Linked DNA regions of Gasterosteus aculeatus: region 2 is linked to region 1. A link is a contact called in public Hi-C data. All regions are on one chromosome and are shown on one strand. Each heading gives the region's core, a stretch centred on a gene start, on an enhancer-like site or on the middle of the called end of the contact. The rest is flanking DNA. Distances are from core to core; before and after follow the strand shown. Region 1 overlaps auts2a (activator of transcription and developmental regulator AUTS2 a). Region 2 overlaps auts2a (activator of transcription and developmental regulator AUTS2 a).

The links. A called contact is a pair of places that touch in the nucleus more often than the background predicts.
Region 2: a Hi-C map of skeletal muscle shows a contact between it and region 1, with 5 times the contacts expected there. The contact joins two enhancer-like sites. A contact is called at or near these places in 3 of 6 Hi-C or Micro-C datasets (skeletal muscle, tail fin and whole body).

Annotation. Positions count from the first base shown.
Region 1 is chr7:17,130,685-17,135,882 of fGasAcu3.hap1.1, reverse strand. auts2a (activator of transcription and developmental regulator AUTS2 a) reads left to right here. Exons shown (of 20, transcript XM_078106530.1): 7 at 4,236-4,284. The region is part of intron 3 of LOC120822077; the gene reads right to left. Among protein-coding and RNA genes, the nearest start is that of LOC120822077, 39 kb to the right of the region's middle. Within about 2 kb of position 2,547, at least 6 of the 9 cell types and tissues checked have open chromatin away from gene starts, as enhancers often do.
Region 2 is chr7:17,254,486-17,259,891 of fGasAcu3.hap1.1, reverse strand. All of the region lies in intron 4 of auts2a (activator of transcription and developmental regulator AUTS2 a), which reads left to right. Among protein-coding and RNA genes, the nearest start is that of auts2a, 160 kb to the left of the region's middle. Within about 2 kb of position 2,906, at least 1 of the 9 cell types and tissues checked has open chromatin away from gene starts, as enhancers often do.

The sequences.
Region 1 (5,198 bases), core at 1,298-3,797:
TGACAAAGATGTCATTGGGAAGGGAAACTGAAATACTCACCTGAAATGACTGCTGTTCACCACTTACGACATCTTTGTTCAATGTCACAGAGCAGGTTCCTTTTCCATTTCCTGGCCTTTGCATATGATCCTACGGTTTGAATAATAAGGGTTTTTTTCAGTCCTTGTAAAACAAAGGCAAGGCCCTGAGTCAACAGGCAAACGTAATAAAAGCTTTTAACATATTACATTGCCAGCACTCATGTTACACTTATCAGTAATATTTTAAACAAGGGCAGATTTGGCATAATGGCAGGAAGGCGCATAAAGGCGAGCCGGTCCCCTGTGATTGTAAACTAGGAGAGAGTTCCTGTCAAATTAAACCGTGGTGGTGGGGGGTGGGGGGGCCTGTTTGCCTCTGGTTTCTTTGAAGTGGAGAATCAGTATCCAAAAAAAACAGAATAAAAGATGACAAAATGTCAGTGTGAAGCTGATGGTCTATAGACAGAACTTGCGTGCCCAGACAGCAATTACTGAGATACACAGCATACATCCAGACGTTTGATCTCAGCGCTCCATGCTCTCCCACAGGCAATGCTTTTTTTTCCCACCCAAAACTGTGCAGGGTTCTCATTTTTGATGTGTATTCATCTCCAGCGTTGTTTTATTTGAATTAAAAATAATGTGGAGTGAGCGATCCGGACGGCGATTGTTGGGCAGCGTGGCTGTAATCACAGACTGGTGGTCGCTCTCAAACCTGATAATGGCCATTTTAAAATGGAGAACAGTGGCTCGTTCATGCTGCTCGCGCACAACACCGTGGAAACAACTGTGAGCCGTTTCCTGCCGGGGGTGGACATATAAATACATATCTTGATGCTAGCGGCCATGTCAACTCTTTTTAAGCCAAACCACAATACGCCGCTCATCGCAATAACCGCTTCAAACGCAAGCATGCCTGTGATCTAATTACGTGTAACAACAGTTGGTACATTTGCAACTAATTTTAGACGGGATTTACTGCGTTGGCATGAAGCGCGGCGCTGCACAGCTACATAATGTCACTGTAGTGCATTAACAAAGAAGTTCTCCAACAGCCTATCAGCAGCAGTTAGCCGGAGGATGAATCACTTCATTGGTTTAAGTTGTTCAATGCACAGTGCACACATCTGTGAAATGTGCACCGGTGCAGAGCAGGAACCTTGAACTTGAGGAGCACAGGCCATGCAGGCGGCTGTCTCTCCCAGGCCCTTTTGTGACCACAGCCTTTGTTCTCTGAAACCGAACCAAGTGGCCAGTGAGGTGAGGGAAAAAAAATCCTCCCACCCCAAGATGGTTGTTTTTATCAAGTGTGTCCAAGCTCATTGGAACTTGAACTATATGGATAAGCACTTTTCTTCCCAATGTAAACTCCTCCGTTTAACGAGCATCTGACTGCAGTTTTGAGAAACGGGCTGTTGTGGGCACCTGTGCGGATTGGTTTCCCCTCCGTGCCTCCGTTCCAGACCAGTCAGCGCAGCCTTGGTCTCTCCGTTACCGAGGGACGGATTAGCATCTCAGCTATGAGCTAAGTCCGTTTTCTGCTCTGGGATTCCTTGGGCTGAACTGGCAGCGAGACTTTGCAACGTGACTCTATTGTACACCCATTTACCTCCCAGCCAAGCGGGGTTAATGCTCATTAGACAGGCTGTGGGATGCTACAGATCTGCACTATAAAGAGGATTTTGTACACCATTGAACCACTGTACCCCACTGAGAACCAGGGCGAAGAAGGATGAGCGCCGTTGCTTCTCGGGTGAATGCTACTTTCAGGTCTGCAGTGTGAATCCTAACAGGATGGTGTCCCATCTTATAGCTGCATGATCCCTTTTCAAACATACTAGGAAGCGACTAGGAGGTGGTCCCTTGGTGAAACCGCTGAGCTCTGCCAGCTCCAGCAGGGTTGTTTTTTTGTTTTTTTTTAGGACTCTGGGTGGGCCAGCTTAAGGAAAATCCTCCCAGGGCTTTGGTTAACAAAATTATAAACGTGGTAGATTTATGTCTGCAGTGTCAGTGAAGGAAGCTTGTTAGGCTCTTTGGCCCGTCAGGGCCGGCCGGAGAACCAAATCGAAGGCAGAAGGACCCAATGCTGCTCCATTAGCAGCTGACCTCCCTTCAGCCCAGTGGAGTGGGACACGGTCCAACGGGAGGACCAGCTTGTTGGCTGCGCATAGAGGAGCGTTTTGTTTTTTCCTCCCCTCGCGGTAGCAGCACCCTACTGGGGAATTCATCGGGGGCTGACATCATCTCACTCCGAGTGAGAGAAAGAACATCTTTCTGCCTTCGCTGTCCCCGCCCTCCTTGCTCTCTCTTCTTCCTCCCGTTGTCTCCCTCTCTCTCTCTCTCTCTCTCTCTCTCTCTCCCTCCCTCCCTCTCGCTCTCCCTCTCGCTGCCTCCTTATCAAGCTGTAGTTCGCTGCCGCCTCTCCTTTTGCGCGCCATTTACGCAAACGGTAAACCCGCTCGTGTGCGATTGACTGAGGTCGAATCCGAGTCCGTCTGGAAACCAGGAAGTAGGAGGAACCGACCGTGGGCGCAGCGGCACTCCGGCACTGGGCCGCTGGATGAATGGGAGTTTGTCTGCGTCTGGGTAGCGGATGGGGAGAGGCTCTTTTGCGCCTACGACCGGGATCCGTCAGAGAGCGCGCGGCGGCTCGTTCCGTGTGAAGTTGTGGCCCGTGCGCGTGTGATCTGGCTGCGTCTCTCGTCTCCACGGAGGGAACCGGCCGTGCGCGTCGTTGGATCGGTTTTATCCCTCGGACGCAGCGCCTCCGTCTGCGCGCGCCGGCTCGCGGAGCCTCTGGGATCTTGTTGGTTTCCCCTCACGGATTTTCCCGACAGGAGAATATTTACCTGAAAGCCAGATCACATTGTGTCCAAATGAAGGACAGAAAGGTGGATGAAGGGATGTTTGCTCGCTCTCCTCAGTGCTGATGCAGTCGCTGTCCGTGGCGAGACGCATGGTTCTCTTTGTCCAAAAGGCGCAGTAGCTTTGTGAACGACTTTGGATTTTTTTTCTTCTTTTCTTGGAAAGGCTTCTTCTTTCTCCGCATGGCTGTCCTCGATCCAACCGGAGTAGACTTCGCTGCATCTTGTGTGGATTACATCATTTGAAAAAAAAGCAGAATGTGAAACGAGGTCATATTTACCAGCCCGAGAAAGTAACAGCCGGACTTATTTGCCTTCTCGCTCACATCAAAGGTATGCGAGCCGCTTGTGATCTTAGATCGCATTGTGCGTTTCCCCGCGCTGTCATTTATTCAGCAGCTTCCATTGTTTACATGCTGTCAGTGTTGCATTAGTGAGTGCATGGCCGATCCGTGACAAGCTCCTTCAGCATTTCTATCGTTGTCCGTTGGCATGTTTTTTGTTCATTTTTATGTTATATTACATAACTTGGCTCATCCTGCACCTCCTAACGGCGTGGTTGGTGTTGCACGGGTCACATAAGCTGTCACTGGACGTCGATTTTGGAATATTCAGTCATTATATTACATTAAAATGCGTGCGATGTTGTATTCTGAGGTGCAAAATTAAGCACAAAACAGACCCGAGGAGAGGAAATCCACGTAGCGAGTTATCAGACATTCATTTTATTCACAAAAGCTCTTCTCTCCATTTGCAGCTCAGCGGGTGTTGTCTCGTTTTCTTTACTTTGCTCTCAAGCTGCATTTACTTTGTGATAACAATTATATTCTTTCACCTTTCACCAATTGCGCGAAAAAAACTGACTCTCTGACTCTAAAAGCTTTTAAAAACGTCGTATAGTTTCCCCGTGACGCTCAGCAGGAGGGATGCAGGTGCGCTCACACGGAGCAACAGCGCCTCCAAGTGGCGAGACTAAGAAGAGACGCTTGTTTTCTTCAGCGTGAGACACAGTGTCGGTTTGGATTATGATGCTCACGTTACCCAACTAATTATGGATTAGGGATCATTTTGAGCCGCCCCCCCATAATTGGTTTTAAATTTGACCTTGAAGATTTCAAATTGAGAACATAGATTAAAATGATCATAACCTTTACATTAAAACCTCAGCAAACCGAAGTGAATTTAAGGATTATAAGGTTTCGTTTGTACTGGAAAGTTTATTAATTCAAGCATCGTAATTATTTACCATAACCCCTGTAAAATCAGTCGTCTTAAAGTGAGGTTTGGAAGTTTATGTAAAATAATATGGCACTGTGATATTTGATTAATTCCAGTCTTTATTTTTTTCAGATCTCCGATGCCAGTTCCGAGAAATTTTTCAACACAGCTGCAGTTAAAGGTACAGACATTTTGTGTTTCTACGGTGGTGAAATAATAATAATGTGACGTTGCAGGTGTATTGCCATTCCCCTTGGTATTAATACCGTGTCAAAATTGCTACGTGCATACATTCATGTTTGGTTGTTTAATAACGCAGCGCCTCCATGAAGCTGATCCAATTTACCCATCGCTGTGTCGGCTCTGAGATGAAAATTTCTCTCTCTCTTTCTCTGCCGGTATTTCATTTGATGGAAACATTTAAAAGTGCAAACTTAAAAGAGGCTACGTTGGCTGTTGAAGTTCCAGATGTGAAACATGAAGCAAAGTTGCGTTGCTGTTGGAGAGACTTTGCTGCGATGTGCCGGGATGCACCAAGACCTGAGCCGGCGGAGGAGGCTGTACTAATGCTGCAGGGAATGAAGGCCGGTTAAGAGAGGCATCCATTTATGGCCTCAGTGGGCCAACACCACATGTGACCTCATTATCAAGTCACTAATTTGCTGTTAAAAGCAGCCCCCATTTTCTCCGGCTCGAGGATAATGGTGGTCCCCCCCGCGTGAATGGACATTCCTCCGTAATGGGGGGGAGTTACCATGCAAGGCAGGAGGGAGGCTCGCAGACGAGGGTTATGACCCCTTCGGGGGCTGTGGCAGGAACGAGGCCGGCTGCCGATGAAAGGTCCGTCAACACCCCCACCCTCTTCCTCGTAGCGCCCCGCTCTGCGCAGCGCCGGCCTCCAAACACATTTCCCACATTCTGGCCTTTGATTCTCTCCTGGGCTTGATTTGTGGCATCCATGGGGGGGTGGGGGGGGGGGGGGGGGGGGGGTTCAATGGCCATGCTTGACAGGGAGGTTTCCTTTCGAACGCGCTTTTCTGTTGACTGATTTGGTTCCCTTGAAAGGATTAAGGCCCCCTTTGTGCAGCCTAAATC
Region 2 (5,406 bases), core at 1,657-4,156, 120 kb before region 1:
AATCTACTGTGTGCATCTTAAAAAAAACATTTCAGAGGAACATCCAGGACAAAAGACAGGGATCATCCGTGACAATAGACAATGACGCCACAAGTGACAGGAGACACACACTGCTTAAATACACAAGGGAGGTGCAGGTGATTGGACAAAGCTGGAAACAATCAGACAATCACAGGGGATGACAGGACCAGGCAGGAAGTGAAGTTACCCGCGGACACAAGTGGCAGAAAACTACAAAATAAGACAGGAAGGGAAGCACACCGTGACAGATGATGACGTTTGTTTGGAGTGATGTCTGAATGGTGGAGGGTCAGAGTGTAATACACATATTATTCTTTAAAGCAGCATTGACTCATCAAAGACTATATACACCCTTGTCATCTAAAACTTCTACGACGTGTCATTTTCGATGTCCCCCTCCTCCCCGTGATGTGTTGTCGTGCAGCACCACCCGCAGGTCATCGGCGGGGCGACAGGCTGGCGCGTTGCAGCCCATCGGCGGGGAGAGAGGGAGAGAGACACAAGGCGGGTGCCTCTGGTTGCCTGCTGAAAGTCCACGCTCAAAAGAAAGCAGAAGAAAGTCTGTCAGGAACGGGGAGGGAAGTGCCCGCGTCGTCGCTCCTTCTTGTGGGACGGGGAGAGAAAGTGCAGCGCGCACCAGAGAGCCCGACGCTCGCTCTCCGGTTCACTCTTTGTTCAGGCGCTGCTGAATTATTAACCTACGTGTTTAAAAGACCACTCGGGGGAATTTTGACATTAGCTCTTCGGAGCCCGCACTCGAGTCTTTCCGGCCTACAAAAGCTCGGCGTCCTTTCATGAAGTGCAGTGTGTACAGATGATTTTAAATGAAGCGTTATCAAGAGAGAAGTGTGCTTTTAAATGCCGGTTTCAGCCTTGTTCTTTGGCTCACAGTGTGCCCTCCTCTGAGGATCTGGGAAGAAAAAGCATTTTTCACCCAAACCCCCAAACGCTTCCCAATACTTTTAAGATTGTACCCAGCTTCACAAGTTGTCTCTGCCACGCTGCTCTCCTTTGTCTTTCAGAAGGGAAAGCAGCCTTGTGTAGTTCTCGTATGGATTCACTGAGCCTCTCCATAATTTATAATACGAGTAATCTTTACACGGTTTGAAACTGATGCTGCAGAGAGACGCTCGCTTTGTTACCATGCAACTGTTGTTCGACACAAGCTAAGGACTGGCTTTTGTTCGGTTGAAGTTGTAGTTTCTCGCTTAAAGCTTTTTTTGGAAAGCGATGTCTGCAGGAGTTGAAACACAGAGGAGTCATTTCTTGTGCGTCACGGCCTTGACAGAGTTCGTGATCGGGTGATCTCTCACTCTGAGACATTTCACAAGGTTGTGTTCCTGGTCATGGCTGTATGTTTTGTCTTTTGTCGGCGGGTAATCGTAAAAACTCATCCGAGAAAGCTTTGGATTATCTTCCGAGGTTCAGGAGGTGAGGGTGCAGTGGAGCAGGTCAGAAAAACATTGACCCAAACTAAATTCCACTCTGTTATCTGTGAAACACTGAAGCACTCGAACACTTTCCAAACAGCAGGCAACTTTGCTCTGAAACCCTTTTGTATCTTATCCGTGGGTATGCTGGACACGGCCTTCTGATTAACCCACCTTCCCTTTTTTAATTGCTAATTAGCTATAATTATGTGAGAGCTGCCTATTTTATTTATTCATTTATTTGACAGAATAATTGATAGTGGCAAAGGGGGTTTCGTGTGCTGCAGCCAACAGAAGACTACCTGCATTGACGAGTGTATGAGTTCCTGGCTTGTTTATGTAGTTCAAAGCCATTTGACACAAGCGCTGTAGCCCTGGAAAGCCGCAGAAATGCAAAGTATAATTCCCAAATGACTGCCCACCAGCATTTCTTTGATCACCTCAGTGGATTATTGTGCCACTTATTTAAAGTCTTCATCTCACACTGGCCTAATTGAGATGATTACACCAGATTTGTTCCAGAAAGTGCCTGATGTTTCGAGTGATAAACCTCAGGCTGAAAACCCAATTTTCCCCAGCAAACTCAGAAAGCCACAGGCAGACAGCCACTCCTGCAGCGCCTGCCTTTTTAAAATGGTGTTTTATTCTTCCTTTTTTTTGTTGTGTGTATGTTTCCACCAAAATTTCCACAGTGAGGTTTATAGAAATACTTTCCAGTGATTCCCCGAGGTGGGGGTTGCAAATAAAGCTATACCCCCTCTGTCTCCTTCTTTTTTGCGGCGGCGGCACGACCAGGGCTGAGCACAAAAGGGAGACAAATGGTTCGGTATCAGTCGTGATTTCCTGAATAGCCCAGTGGGAGCGCGGGAAGTCGCGGTGCGTACTGCCGATCGGTGTTGCCCTGAAACAGCAGCCACGCTGTGAGGGAGATGGCTTTTCTCTGCAACAGTGCCACTCTAAGCCACGGGTCTGCAAATGAAACGGGGGGGGGGGGGGTCCAGGCTTTACAGATTCCAGGCCACTGTCACCTCGCTGGGCATGTCTGCTGCTGTTTGTGAATTCATCTGGCCTCACGCCGTGCCAACAGAGATTTCTAAATATATGCGGCTCGTGTGATGTAGATGTGTAAACCCTGTGTAGCGTCATATGGACACAGTGTTTGCTCTGGCTTCTCTGTGGTCCTGTTGGGTGGGATCTGTCAGCATCATCTTGCATTGTTTTCCACATGAGCTTTATTGAGTTCCCAATTACAAACCCGGCCCTCTAGCCTCGCTCTCAGCGCTGCTGCTGAATTGACTTTGCTTTTTCTGCGAGGGAACGCTGATGTGTATTCAGGTCCTGCGGGCCTGCTCGGTAGGCAGACAGTGAGGCGGACTGACTCCTTCTCTCAGGCCCTGCTCCTGCAAGACCCTGCTTAACAGGCATCCGGCTTACACGCTTATTACCTGGGAGGGGAGAGCGGGCTTAGCTCTCCGCTCTCGTTGTGTCAGGCACTGAGGTGAAGGTGGACCGCTGTAGCCTATTAGCCCGGGCCGGATTGGCTCTTCCTCACTCCGTCACGAACGTTCAAGGAGAAATGTTGCTTTGGAATGTAGTGTAACGCGTAGAAATGAGCCGCGCTCTGCACACTAACGCGGTTTTCCCAGAGCTCGGCTGGCGGTCTGAGCAACAGAGGAAGGGGCACAGCGAAGGCACTTGCAGTAGGTGGAGCTCTTGCGTTGGATTTTGATGTTGGAGCTTGACTCACCTGCTCGTGAAGGACACAACAGTCGCCTTTCGGGGTGTGTATGTGTGTGCGCACACTTGCACCTCTTGAAATGGCGTTTTTGAAAATGCAAAGATAGCATATAACGAGATTTACAAGCCCTCTGTATGCACACACACACACACACACACACACACACACACACACACACACGAGTGAGAGGAACACATAAAGCACATTGTCAGCGTTGAGCTAATCAACGGCTTTTGATGGGCTGTGCAGCACTGCCAACTGTTTGTGTTTACATTAGACCTATTAAAAATGATAATGGGGCCCTGATGTTTTCAGCTGGTAGCAGTTAATGCGTGCGAGTGCACGGGAGTGAATTTGCTGGCTGCAACCGCAAGCTACCTTTCCAGTGCGCTGGAAAAAACGTGACCGTCTGCCCCATAATTCCACGCTGCTCCGCCTGTTTTTTCCTCCCCCTCCCGCACTCCCTCCTCCTCCCCCTCCTTCCTCTATCTCTCTTCCCCTTGCTCCATCTCCTCCCCGCAATCTACCGCAGGCCGTCCATCTCTCCGGCCTGTCAGCGTGCTTTTTCATTTGGCGTGTTGCTACAGGGGGCTCGACGCTGGCAGATTACAACTCGGCATCCAGTCATTTTCGATTTATCAGAGCCCCCCTCTCCCCCCACACCTCCCTCTGCCAGCCACACTCACTACCCTCGCCAACTCCCAACACACCTCCGCCCTCCCCTGTTCTCTCCCACCTTCCATATCTTCCTCTTTCGATCAGTGCAGAAAATGTGGCTCGCAAGCCCAGAGACAAAAAAAAAAACCCCGATGAAATATTGTGGCTGTGGAAGCGTTTAAGTTGGCTAGAGCTGTATTATTACTTAGGCCTCTGTCACTGGTGATGACCCAGGAGAGTGTAGAATATCGATCGCATGTCACTCAAGGCATTCAGCAGATTGCATTGACAAAGCTTGTCGGGCCCTTAATAGCAGGGTTAGCAGCCTTGGCCGGGACCCAGGAGAAAACTCTAACTGTGCCCTATTTCATGGTAGCTTTTAACCATTCCCTGGGTTCACACAGTGGATTGATAACAGCGGGGAAGTCATTTTACTCTCATAATTGCCTTCCTGTGGTTGACATTTGTGGCCCTCAGTGCCTGTAAAAGTGCCTTTCCAAGAACAGGAAAGCGAGGTCTGGCATTGTCTGACCACTTTTTGTGACAGAAAATAGCTTCACGCAAACAAAGATGTGGAACACTTAACAAAAACATTGCCAGGGAAAAAAGAGAAAAAAAATCAAAAGGACTGCACAAGTGTGATTTATGAGTTGAAGGAAGTCCATTACTCGCTAGAGGAAGCCCAGACCAAAACACAAACAGAGTAAGGGCATGGCTTGCAAAGAGGGTCATGGAGTAATTATTTTCCCCTGCCGAGATCGCTGATAGCTGCTGAAAACACCACTTGTCAGAGGAGTAGAAAAGCAACAAGATTACGATCCCAATGCAATTCTCAACATAAATAAGAGCAATAAACCACCTGAATAGTCTCTCTTTACGCTGAGCCAGGTGGAACTGGGCTGAAGGTAGAGGTTCCACCGTGTGTTGTAATGCCCTGACACGCATGTGGGGAAGCTATTTGTACCAGCAGCGTGGTCCCAGTTGGACGCTGTCAGGTCTGGAGTGGCAGGGAGTTCTGGCCCCCTTCATTTCCATAGAAGAGCTGTGACATTGGATAAAGAGAACACTGTTTATTTTCTACGGGTGTACCGAGACGATAAAAAGTTCCATCTTGTGTATAAACCACCATTCATTGAACTACTACTACAAGTGTGCGCCGTAAATGATGCTGCTGCTGCACGGAGGCTTTTCAAGTAGCTCAAACTTTCCAAAATTATTGCAAATTTTCAAGTGTCGTTTCTGACATTTATTTTATCGTCTTTCTTTCCTGCAATGATAATGTTATGATTATGCCATCCAAGTACATGTGTCTCATTACTGTGCTGGCAATGGTGAGGCTTAGTACAAAGGGTGAGCAAACTAAACGCTTTTAATAGGGCAGTGTTCTGCAAAGCCACATTTATAAATGGGTTATTGGATGCATTAATATGATGTTTAAAGATTAGAGGTTTTGTGTGGAATCCACTTAGTAGTTCACTCCAAACCTACCTTTCTATTACATTCTCTCTAGAGGTCAACCAATAATAATCAGTTGGCTAACCGAATTGCAATGGCTACAAG